3 separate regions of the Gossypium hirsutum genome follow, and all the other regions are linked to region 2. The links are chromatin contacts, called in public Hi-C maps. All regions are on one chromosome and are shown on one strand. Each heading gives the region's core, a stretch centred on a gene start, on an enhancer-like site or on the middle of the called end of the contact. The rest is flanking DNA. Distances are from core to core; before and after follow the strand shown.

The links. Hi-C and Micro-C count contacts between places; a contact is called where the count stands out from the background.
Region 1: a Hi-C map of leaf shows a contact between it and region 2, with 2.5 times the contacts expected there. The contact joins the promoter of LOC107900678 here to the promoter of LOC107900664 in region 2. A contact is called at or near these places in 6 of 34 Hi-C or Micro-C datasets (leaf and seedling).
Region 3: a Hi-C map of leaf shows a contact between it and region 2, with 2.2 times the contacts expected there. The contact joins the promoter of LOC107900681 here to the promoter of LOC107900664 in region 2. A contact is called at or near these places in 4 of 34 Hi-C or Micro-C datasets (hypocotyl and leaf).

The regions. Positions count from the first base shown.
Region 1 is chrD08:55,140,967-55,144,094 of Gossypium_hirsutum_v2.1, forward strand. It overlaps LOC107900678 (cyclin-dependent kinase F-4), which reads left to right and starts at 1,864. Exons shown (of 20, transcript XM_041098426.1): 1 at 1,864-1,949; 2 at 2,040-2,097; 3 at 2,640-2,896; 4 at 2,970-3,013; 5 at 3,116-3,128.
Region 2 is chrD08:55,289,999-55,293,223 of Gossypium_hirsutum_v2.1, forward strand. It overlaps LOC107900664 (protein ENHANCED DISEASE RESISTANCE 2), which reads left to right and starts at 1,916. Exons shown (of 22, transcript XM_016826333.2): 1 at 1,916-2,852. The coding sequence starts at 2,715. It overlaps LOC107900667 (a long non-coding RNA gene), which reads right to left and starts at 469. Exons shown (of 3, transcript XR_001684997.2): 1 at 1-469.
Region 3 is chrD08:55,082,035-55,085,372 of Gossypium_hirsutum_v2.1, forward strand. LOC107900681 (protein root UVB sensitive 1, chloroplastic) reads right to left here and starts at 1,845. Exons shown (of 8, transcript XM_016826363.2): 1 at 1,710-1,845; 2 at 118-247; 3 at 1-22. The coding sequence starts at 1,720. It also overlaps the pseudogene LOC107900683.

The DNA.
Region 1 (3,128 bases), core at 614-3,113, 150 kb before region 2:
CAATTATGCTTGGCATTTTAAAGGTGTTATATATTATTTGTTAATATATATTACAAATTTTATTGTGAAAATTACGGATTTAAAATATAAATATGTATTAAAAATAACATATAATACATAATAAATAAAACATATGATTTAAAATTAATTAATTATAATAATACATAAAATTTGTACGACATTAAAATAAAAATAAAAAATTAAATTATGAGTAAAATAAAATTTAAAAACATAAATACATCAAATAAATAATACTAAATTTGTTACAATTATTTAATGGTTTTGTTATCAAATGTAAGTTAGTGTTAAGTTAACTTGTGACACAAACTCAATTAACAACATTGTTAATATATAGAATTGATGGAGATAATAAATTGTGCATATCAAAATAAAAATGTATAAAATACATTAAAATAAAACTTTAGTTGAGTAGTAAATTTAAGATTTTACTAAACCAATTGGCATGAATTTAAATATCATAATATGTATATTTTTATTGGTTTTTATTAAAATAAAAAGACTAAAAAACCGTCTAATAATATAATTCTTTTTAATTACATAAAGACATTTCCATAGTTTCTTAATCAAGTCCGTTAAAGGCTTTATTAATAGTATAGATATTATATATATGCGCCAAAAACATATATTATTATTTATTAATATCAATGTAATAAAAATATTTCATAATTATTTTTTTATATTTTAAAGTAAATTTTAACTTAAACTCAAGTCAGTGGACCGATTTTAGATTACAATCATATATATTATTTAAAGTAAAATTTTCAATTAACTAGTGAAATATTCTTTTTGTGACGAGTGGTATTATTATTTGTGCAATAAATTAACATTTTTATTTGTTGTTATGAAGTACACCCCTTTTCGTATTATTTCGAAGTTACAATATGATCGTGTAAAATATGCAATAATTATTAATTACTGTATATTTGATTATAAAATATGGTAAGAAATAAATAAAATAAAAATTCCTATTATATTTAGATTATAAATATAATTACCAACTAACGGATTTATATAATATATTTTTATAAAATTTAGATATTTTATATATACATTTAAAAAATATTAATTTAAATTTAATTTATTTATCACCTATTTTGATAGCATTTAACGTTAATATCAATTAATTAGATTAAAAAGTTAGGCTATTAATGTTTTCTTGTACAATATATATTTTTCATTTAATAAGTTATTTTAAATTTTTTTTCTGTTTAAAAAAGTAAACATAGATTACAGAGACACTCACACTTATGGTTCTTACACCATAAATTATAACATATTTTAATTATTATATGGTCGATTTTAAAATTTAAATTTAACGAATTGAGTCTTAGTTTGATTGACATTGATATATTGTTAGTGCAGGAGGATATGAGTTCGAGTACGTTGAAATGTATTGTCCTCCTATTTAAGAATTATAAAATACTATAGATAATTCTAGATATTATATTAAAATGAATAGATATGATAAGAACGGTGTATATTACCTATTACAAATTTTACTTTTCTTTTTTTTTTAAAAAGTCAAAATTTGAATTTTCTTTGTATTTATAATTATAGAGTATTAGTTTTCATTTGAAATTTCCTAATGACAATTAGATGATTAGTTAAGGAAAAAAAGACGGAAATAAATTGATTAATATTATGGAAAGAAGAGAAGGAATAGGCGTAGGAGTCGTGGACGTTAGTTGTCCCAAATCCCAATCAAGAAGAGATTAGAAAATGATGACGGCATCCGACACCCACCGTAACATAAGAATAGAATAAAGCTTGAAAGTGATCGACCGACCGGGCCAATCGGGTCACTATAAATGGATGGAAATAATAACACCTTAAAAATAACCGCTAAAATAAAGCGGTTTCTTGGTTCACACGAGAGGGACTCCCCGATTCTCAAGTCTCTCCCACCCAAACATATCACAATAAATTAGGTATTCCACCTTTTATTTTTTCCCCCAAACACGCATGCAAATCGTTTTTCCTTATCTAATTCTTTTCTGACACACACACAAATTTCGAAGCTCTGGATTCCACCTCTTCCCGTCCTCGCCGACGGTGCTTATGCCGGTTGGTTTCCAGGTATCTAATTCCGTTTATTTTCACATGGATCTGATCTCATCCGATTTAATTTCTTCTTTTCTCTGCTCTGTGTTTTCTTTTTGGTTAGGATTAGATTAAGAGTTTTTTTCAATTCAAATGGATCTATTGTCTGTTATTTTTGTTTTGCGTTTTTGGTAATTTAATCTATTAGGTTTTGCTCTTTTTATTTTTGTCACGAAATTTCTGTAGTATTTAGTAATTTTTTTTCGTAAAATGTTCTGTTCCTGTTTCTATTTGGCGTGTTTGTCTCATATCCTATTTGTTTGGTTCATATACAGGGAATAGGAATTCTTTTTATTTATAATCAGGCATTGAAATTTTTTTAATGATATGATTGCTCGCTGCTAGTTATGCATTATTGCTTGAATATTGCTTGAATTTGATATAGCCTTTACTCCTTTATGAGGTTTCGCTTTCTAAGATGTATATACTACTCCACTTTTTGGGCATTTTTTGATGCCGTATGCTTAAATTAGGATCTCTGTTGACTCAAGTTTCCATCGATGTTATTTTAATGTTAGATTGCACCGGACTTGGATTTAAAGGGATTTAGCTTTCCTTTCAAGACATGGAGAAAGCCTGCTTCTGGTCAAATTGCAACCTTTTCCGGGTTTTTTTATTCCAAGAAGTACTTGACTGGCGGTTTATTGTCCATGGAGATTCTCTTTTGGTTTCTTTTGTCAATTGCACTTAGTGCCCAGTCTCCTCTTAATACTCAACACGGAGCCGCAATGAATTTTGTTTTCTAAGATAGGTGCTGGATCTTTAGCACACTTGTGTAAGTAAGCGTTTTTTATTCTCTGTTTGACAAAAGAATATGATAGGTAGGTTCTGAATGTTTCAATTGGCAGTGCATTGTTGATACAACATCCAGTCATGAGAAAACACCTTCCAGGTACACTATATATTCTCATATTTATCTTTTCTCAATCCATCAACGACCTATTCCTTTCCTAACCTTTATCATATTTTGTTTTTTTCTCTTCTATTATCACAGGGCTTGTAGTAAT
Region 2 (3,225 bases), core at 666-3,165:
TCCGATCGGATGAGTGTGGGAGATGGAGTATCTTTTTACAAGGATCTGATTCGGGGGTGGGGATTGGAGGTGGGAGGAGCTCAAGAGTTTGTGGAATCCGCGGGGTTGGGGAAGAGTTTGATCGTCTCTGTTGGGGTACAGGTTCTCGTTCGTTAATCAAGCCTCTTGGGTGTGGTAGGTAGTGGTTCGACGATCTCTTAACGGTTACCGGAGAAGATTTTCTGATCTGTCGACATCAGTGGCGTCCCTTCAGCTTTTTGTTTTCTTTCTAGAAGGTTTAGATGACAACTCAAAATTAGGATTTGGCATTGCTGTTTTTGCCTTTTGTTTGGGGCTGTTTAATCTGGACTTTTGTTTGGGTTTTTAGGGTTTTTTTTTGGATTTATTTTTTTTCTTTGTTTTTGGACTGTTTTCTGTACTAGTTTCGTTTTTAATCAAAGCCCAGTTTCCTTTAAAAAAAAATATTTCATCAACTATTTGGTCATCTTATTCCTTTCTTAAACTCTCCTTTCTCATTCGCAAACAGTTGATTTGAATTAAATGTTTGTATTAAATTTTCATTCATTCAACCACAACTAGAGCAACCCACCCCTCCCTCGTGTTTCAGCCATGTTGGACCATTTAACTTTTCTTTATTTATTAGTATTATTAGGAATTTTTTTGACAAAGCTACCTAATTCTACCATATATAAAATTCATCTAGAAAATAAATAAAAGAGTCTTTATATAAAATGACAAGTTTAGCACATGTTCTTGGATAGCGGCTGCATCATCATATTGTCTATTCAAATTCCTAGGGCTAAACTAATATCTAATCTTTAAATTTAGTTTCTTTTTTTTCAATTTCCATCCTTTAGTTTCGGGATTGGGAATTTTTTTTAAAAAATTTGATAATGTGGTACTTCCATGTAAATTATAAATATATATAATCTAAAAATAATATAAATATAAAAATTTATTGTAAAATTATAATTTTAAAAAATTAAAAAATTTTAAGTGATGATATGATTCAATTCTAAAATATCTGGTCATCACACTTTAATTAACCCAAATTTAGAGATAAATTTGAGAAAAATTACCAAAATTTAAGACTAATATGAATTAAAAAAGTCTAGTTTCAAGAAGTTTATTTATAAGTCAAATTTCAATTATTGGTTATTATAACATCTACTACGTGTAAGTTATAGACTTCTGTTTTTACACTCTAATTTGGAGTTCAAAATTACTTTTTATAAAAATCTTATGCAATAAATATATTATCACATGTATAATATCATGTCACCTTATTATTTTCACATAATATTCACAAAAAATTTATATCATTTTAGTTAATGGATTTAAAATTATTGTTTTGGACAAGATTAAAATTTTAAAATTTGAAAAATATATGAACTAAAAATAACCAAATTGAAGAATATGGAGTAAATTCACAACTAATGTATAGTGCAAGGCTAACAACATAATTTGATCCTAATGAGTTTAACTATTATTGTTGTTAGGACTGAAATTGCAAAAATAAAAAAAGTATAAAGGCTAAAATTGACTAAATTAGATTACATGGACCAAGGCGGTGACAAGGGACGGTAGGGCCCGACCCCCTAAAAAAAATTAACTTTGGCCCTTTAAGTTTTACAAGATTTTAATTTAGTAAATGATAAAATTATATTTTGACCTAAAAATGATAAATTATGATTTAATCATTTAAAAACTATAAAGATATGAAAAATTAGAATTGTGAAATTACATTTTAACCTACATAAAAATATATCGACGGAAAATTTTCTGGCTTCACCTTTGACAAGGACTAAAGCGGAGATTTACAAATAGCATAAGGATTAATAGCAGAATTTGACCTAAATAACATAATCATGCTTAGGAGATAAGACTTCTTTGTAATTAACCGCTTCAGCAGGGACCAAAGCATATTTCTATTTTCTTGAACTGAGAATTTATATTGTCAGATACTGCCCAGAAACTGAAAGTAAACATGGAAGTCAGGCCCCCCGCCTTTACTATCAGATTTGGCAAAGCTTCAAGGTTCTAAAGATACTTGCCCCACTTACCCAATCATAATCATCCACGTGGCGTTTTCCTAGTTCCGTGCGCCCTTTCTTTCCACACTTACGTGGTCCGTCTCCTCAATTGCACCGTCGCCTCACTTTGAATTACATCGTTGTATTCATTATTTCCCAACCATCGTCGATGCCGGCACCATCGCGTTAGATATCTCCTTAGGCTCTTCCCTGTTTTTTTAAAAATTAATTTTATTTTCGCATATTTTGTATGTATATAAATAATTTATATTAAAAAATTAAAATAAAATATTATCAGTTCATTGTTTCTGATTTCAAAATTCGCTCTCTATTGTCTTCTTCGTCGTCGTCGTCTTCTTCTTCTTCATAGAGTTCAATTCACCTCTGAAGACTTTACTTGATCCTACTTACTGCTGTTCCTTCTTTCCATTTAACTGTTTTTTATTGCCGCTTTTTTTTTGTTATTGCTTCATCGTAGTATACAAAATTAAATTTCTCTTTTTGCGGTTCTCGGGTTCACTGCACTGTCGAAATTGAATCCTGAGACTCTTCCAATTCCAAATTTGAGAATTAGGAATTACCGTTTTCGCGATTTTGACGATAAAGTGAGGGACGACGAGATATCAGAGGACTTAGGAGTTGGAAATTCTATTGGTGGTGGTCGATTTTGAGAGGGCAGGAATGTCGAAGGTGGTGTACGAAGGATGGATGGTGAGATATGGTCGAAGGAAGATCGGACGATCCTTCATACACATGCGATATTTCGTGCTCGAAAATCGGCTTCTAGCTTACTACAAGAGAAAGCCACAAGATAGTCAGGTTTTTAATTATTTTTGTTTGAAAGTTGTTAATTTTTCTTAGGAAATCAAACATGTTTTTGAAGTATTTTATGGTTCGCTTAGATTTAATTCGCCTTCTTTTTGGACTGGAGAAGGGAGAAAAGTAGCTTTTAGAACGGTAAATTAAATGCAGTTCCGTGGATTTAATTTTAATTTTAGTAATGGAACAGCCGATGCTGCAATTCTTTATATAAAATCAGGAGCATCTTGTTGATAAAAGTATTCGATATATGTAGATTCTTACAGTTAAGGGAAAGAAAAACAGAGAAGTATTATTTCTTTTTCTTTAAGGATTCTTTCTGTTTCTTTTGACTGTTTGCTTTTCTGCAGTGTATGCATTCCATTACTAAATG
Region 3 (3,338 bases), core at 595-3,094, 210 kb before region 2:
ATCCAACAGCATAAAGCAATGCCTGAATAGTAATAGCAAACAAAAGTTGAGCACCAAATGTTCTATAAAATTCCTAAGTCAGAAAATGAGAGCAAGCAATTAAGACTTAAAAATTACTTGTGTGGCAAGAACGCCGCTGACTTGGCTAGCAACGCCCTGCACACCTCTCCATAGAGAGTAATCAAGATAATCACTGGTAACACTGTCGGGGAAACCTTCAGGGAGCAACAACCGCATCACAAGGTCTCTGCATTGACCCCAAAGAGTTGAGAGGGACAACAATTTGGTTAAATTCGAAATCCCATTAGAAACAACAAATGCATCATCTGAGAAATCAGGAATAAGCTTAGTCCACTTGCTCCCTCTCACTTCCCAAACGACGTCATCCTCCTCTGTTTCCCCATTGGTTCTGGCGAGGGCGGAAGATAATTGGGAATGGGAGGAACAAGCAAGGAGTGAAGAAAGAAACAAAAGAAAAGGATAAGAATGAGAAGATGAAGATGAAGAATCGTCGTTCCACCGCCAAGAATCGGACCCAAAAGGTCCATCATCGTTGTTGTTGTTGTTGCCACCGTCACATCCGCCACCAACAGAGAGAACAGGGAAGGACCCAGAGTTCGCAGTAAGAGTAGTGATAATTGGCTTAGAAGACGGGTTGATGGGTGAGAGGCAAAAGAGAAAAGGGGTGGTAAGCGAACAGCTTGAGGGAGAAGATGATGAAGGGAAGGGTGAAGAAAGGAACAAAGGCCTGCAACTGGAAGCGCAGGCCATCACTGTCGCTCCTCGTTTATTTCACTAACATTAACATATATAAAAATCGGCGTTTTTTACTGTGAAGGTTTATGTCTCTGAAATTGAACAACCAACGTAGTTTCCATTTGGAGGAGAGCGTGTGAGAGACAGCCCAGGGCTTTAGAGCCTCAGAGCATAAGGAGGGTTTTTGCGGTGGCTCTCTTAATGGGGTAGCGACTTTTTTATTTCAAAAAAGAAGTGCATCATCCATTTTCAACCCCCTTTGACCTCCAAGCATAAACGTGTAGGCTGCCTAAGTTAGTAATAGTATCGACCTTACCGCTTTATATTGGGAGTATCAATACTTTCCAGGGTTTTGAACAAAAAATGTCTCTGCCTAAATTATCAACTTTTAATTATTGTACACTAACATCATCCATTATCATCATTTGTGTCAAGCTGGAATTTCATTTTATTACCACCACTTCATTTTAATTTTCTTTTCTTTTTTCTTTCCTTTCTTTATTTTCTCTCTCTTCTCCCTTACCACCTTATTCCCTTCTCATTTGCCTATTTAAGTTCTCTTAAAATCAACCTCCTATCACCTAGAATCAGAATTCGTTTGAACTCTAATCTTTCTCCCATTCAACATTTAATCTTTATTGTTGGATCGAACCTAATTTTCTTATATATACTTCTCCTCATCGATAACTTCCTTCTGACAGATGGGATCAGCGAGAGATCATCATCGAAGCCCTAAAAATCCAAAACTTGAAATAGGAAGTCTTCATTCTCTCTCTCTCGCTCTCTCTCTCTCTTTTTGCTTTCTTCTCTTTGTTTCTCCAATCCTTAAAACAGTTATTAAAACTTCATTTAGAATATTAAAATTTTGTATCGCATGGATATAAAATAATATTGATCGAAATAAATGTGGTTAAACTAATTGATTCTAGTTTAAGCCGAAAAATGGTACGTACCGAGACTTCATCAAGCAGGAGGAGATGCCATAAATCAAACTTTTGGTTATGGGGTTGTAGAATTGCAAGTTTTAAAATGTATTCCCTTGTTGGTTTCACATCTACTATTAATTCAGCTCCCAGCAAGTAATAAAATGTGAGATTTGGGTATCCTAACGGCTCCATACATAGCCATTTCAACTTATAATTTGATTGGGTTCCTCGTTCCTTCATGTAACAACAACAAATGTGGCACATGAACACACAGAATGCGTGCCCTCTTGTTTGGAGTATTCAACTTAGAATCTGCTTACAGATCTCCAATACATTTCTATACCTTGGAGTTCATCTGTTCATGTGACTAAGAAAAGCCATGTTAATCACAGTCTCAGAGTTCATCCGTGGAACTATATTCGGTCAATAAGGATTTGAGAGATACAAGGTTATAATATCCAAATATCATTTAACCGTCATGCTAGCTGTGTGTCCCAAAGATTTCCATGATGATTCCAGCCGCATTAAGTGTAATTTCTCAACAAATGGTTCAAGAAGCTCCGCCTCTTCTTCTGGAGCAAAGGCCATGCAGATGCTAAGCTCTTGCACTGCCTAGCCATACTCCCTAACATTTTGATAATATCAAATGTTATTTTCACCATCAGCTTAAAAAAGACCTTCATGTGAACCTTTTTTTTTTTTTTTTTAAATTAGGAAGTTTTAGAAATTCATACCTATTATAGTACAGCATCATGCCATGGTCTCTCCTTAGTGCCCAATTATGTGGCTGCAGAATCAACAATCTTTCTGAAGCCATGATAGCTAGCCTGCAAAGAAATCCAATGTTTAGCATGCAAAATATCAAGTTGTTCTTTACAAAATATAAGCTGCATCTCACATTCACAATATCAGTAACACAAATCACCACATCTCTTACACCATTGGTAAATTGAATACAGCAGATAAAACTATACGCACTAAATGATGCTAAATACGCAGATCGACACTGTCATCACCTTTGAATGCATAATGAATTTGTTGATAGGTGGATCAAAGCAGTCATATGTGGCATAAGAAAACAGATACTGCTACTAGATACATGAAGTGTCAGAAAGTTATGCTACTAAAATAATAAAGCTAAAGTAGAATTTACTTAAGATCTTGAGGCCGCAACAAAGGGACATTTGGTTTATCGATCTTGTTAGGTTCTCATCAGCATTATGAGCATGCCTAAGGGGAGAAGTTAGCATCAAACCAAGATTTGATCTCGAAGCACATTTCCAGTGAAACCTCTGCAAATTTTTTAAGTTTATTATTTCATATGCCAGATGAAATTAGGGAAGTATACTTTTGAGGCATTAATAGTTTAGAAGAAAGTGATAAATGTAGCAGCATTTTTTGAAGCAAGAAACTAGCTTGGTGAAAAGAATTAGGACTTACAATTAAATTGGCTAGAGCGATCCCAACAATATCACGGTTTGAAGCTATCTCAAGCCCTAAAAGTGATGAACCAGTTAAATCCGATGCCATTGATCTAGGGTCCTCAACACACCTTCCATTGACGACAGCGAACAAGCTGTGTCCTGAAGTCACTTTGAAGAGCTCCTACGGAGAGAAGTGTAGAAGTTAAGTGATTCATCACTACAAGAATGAACT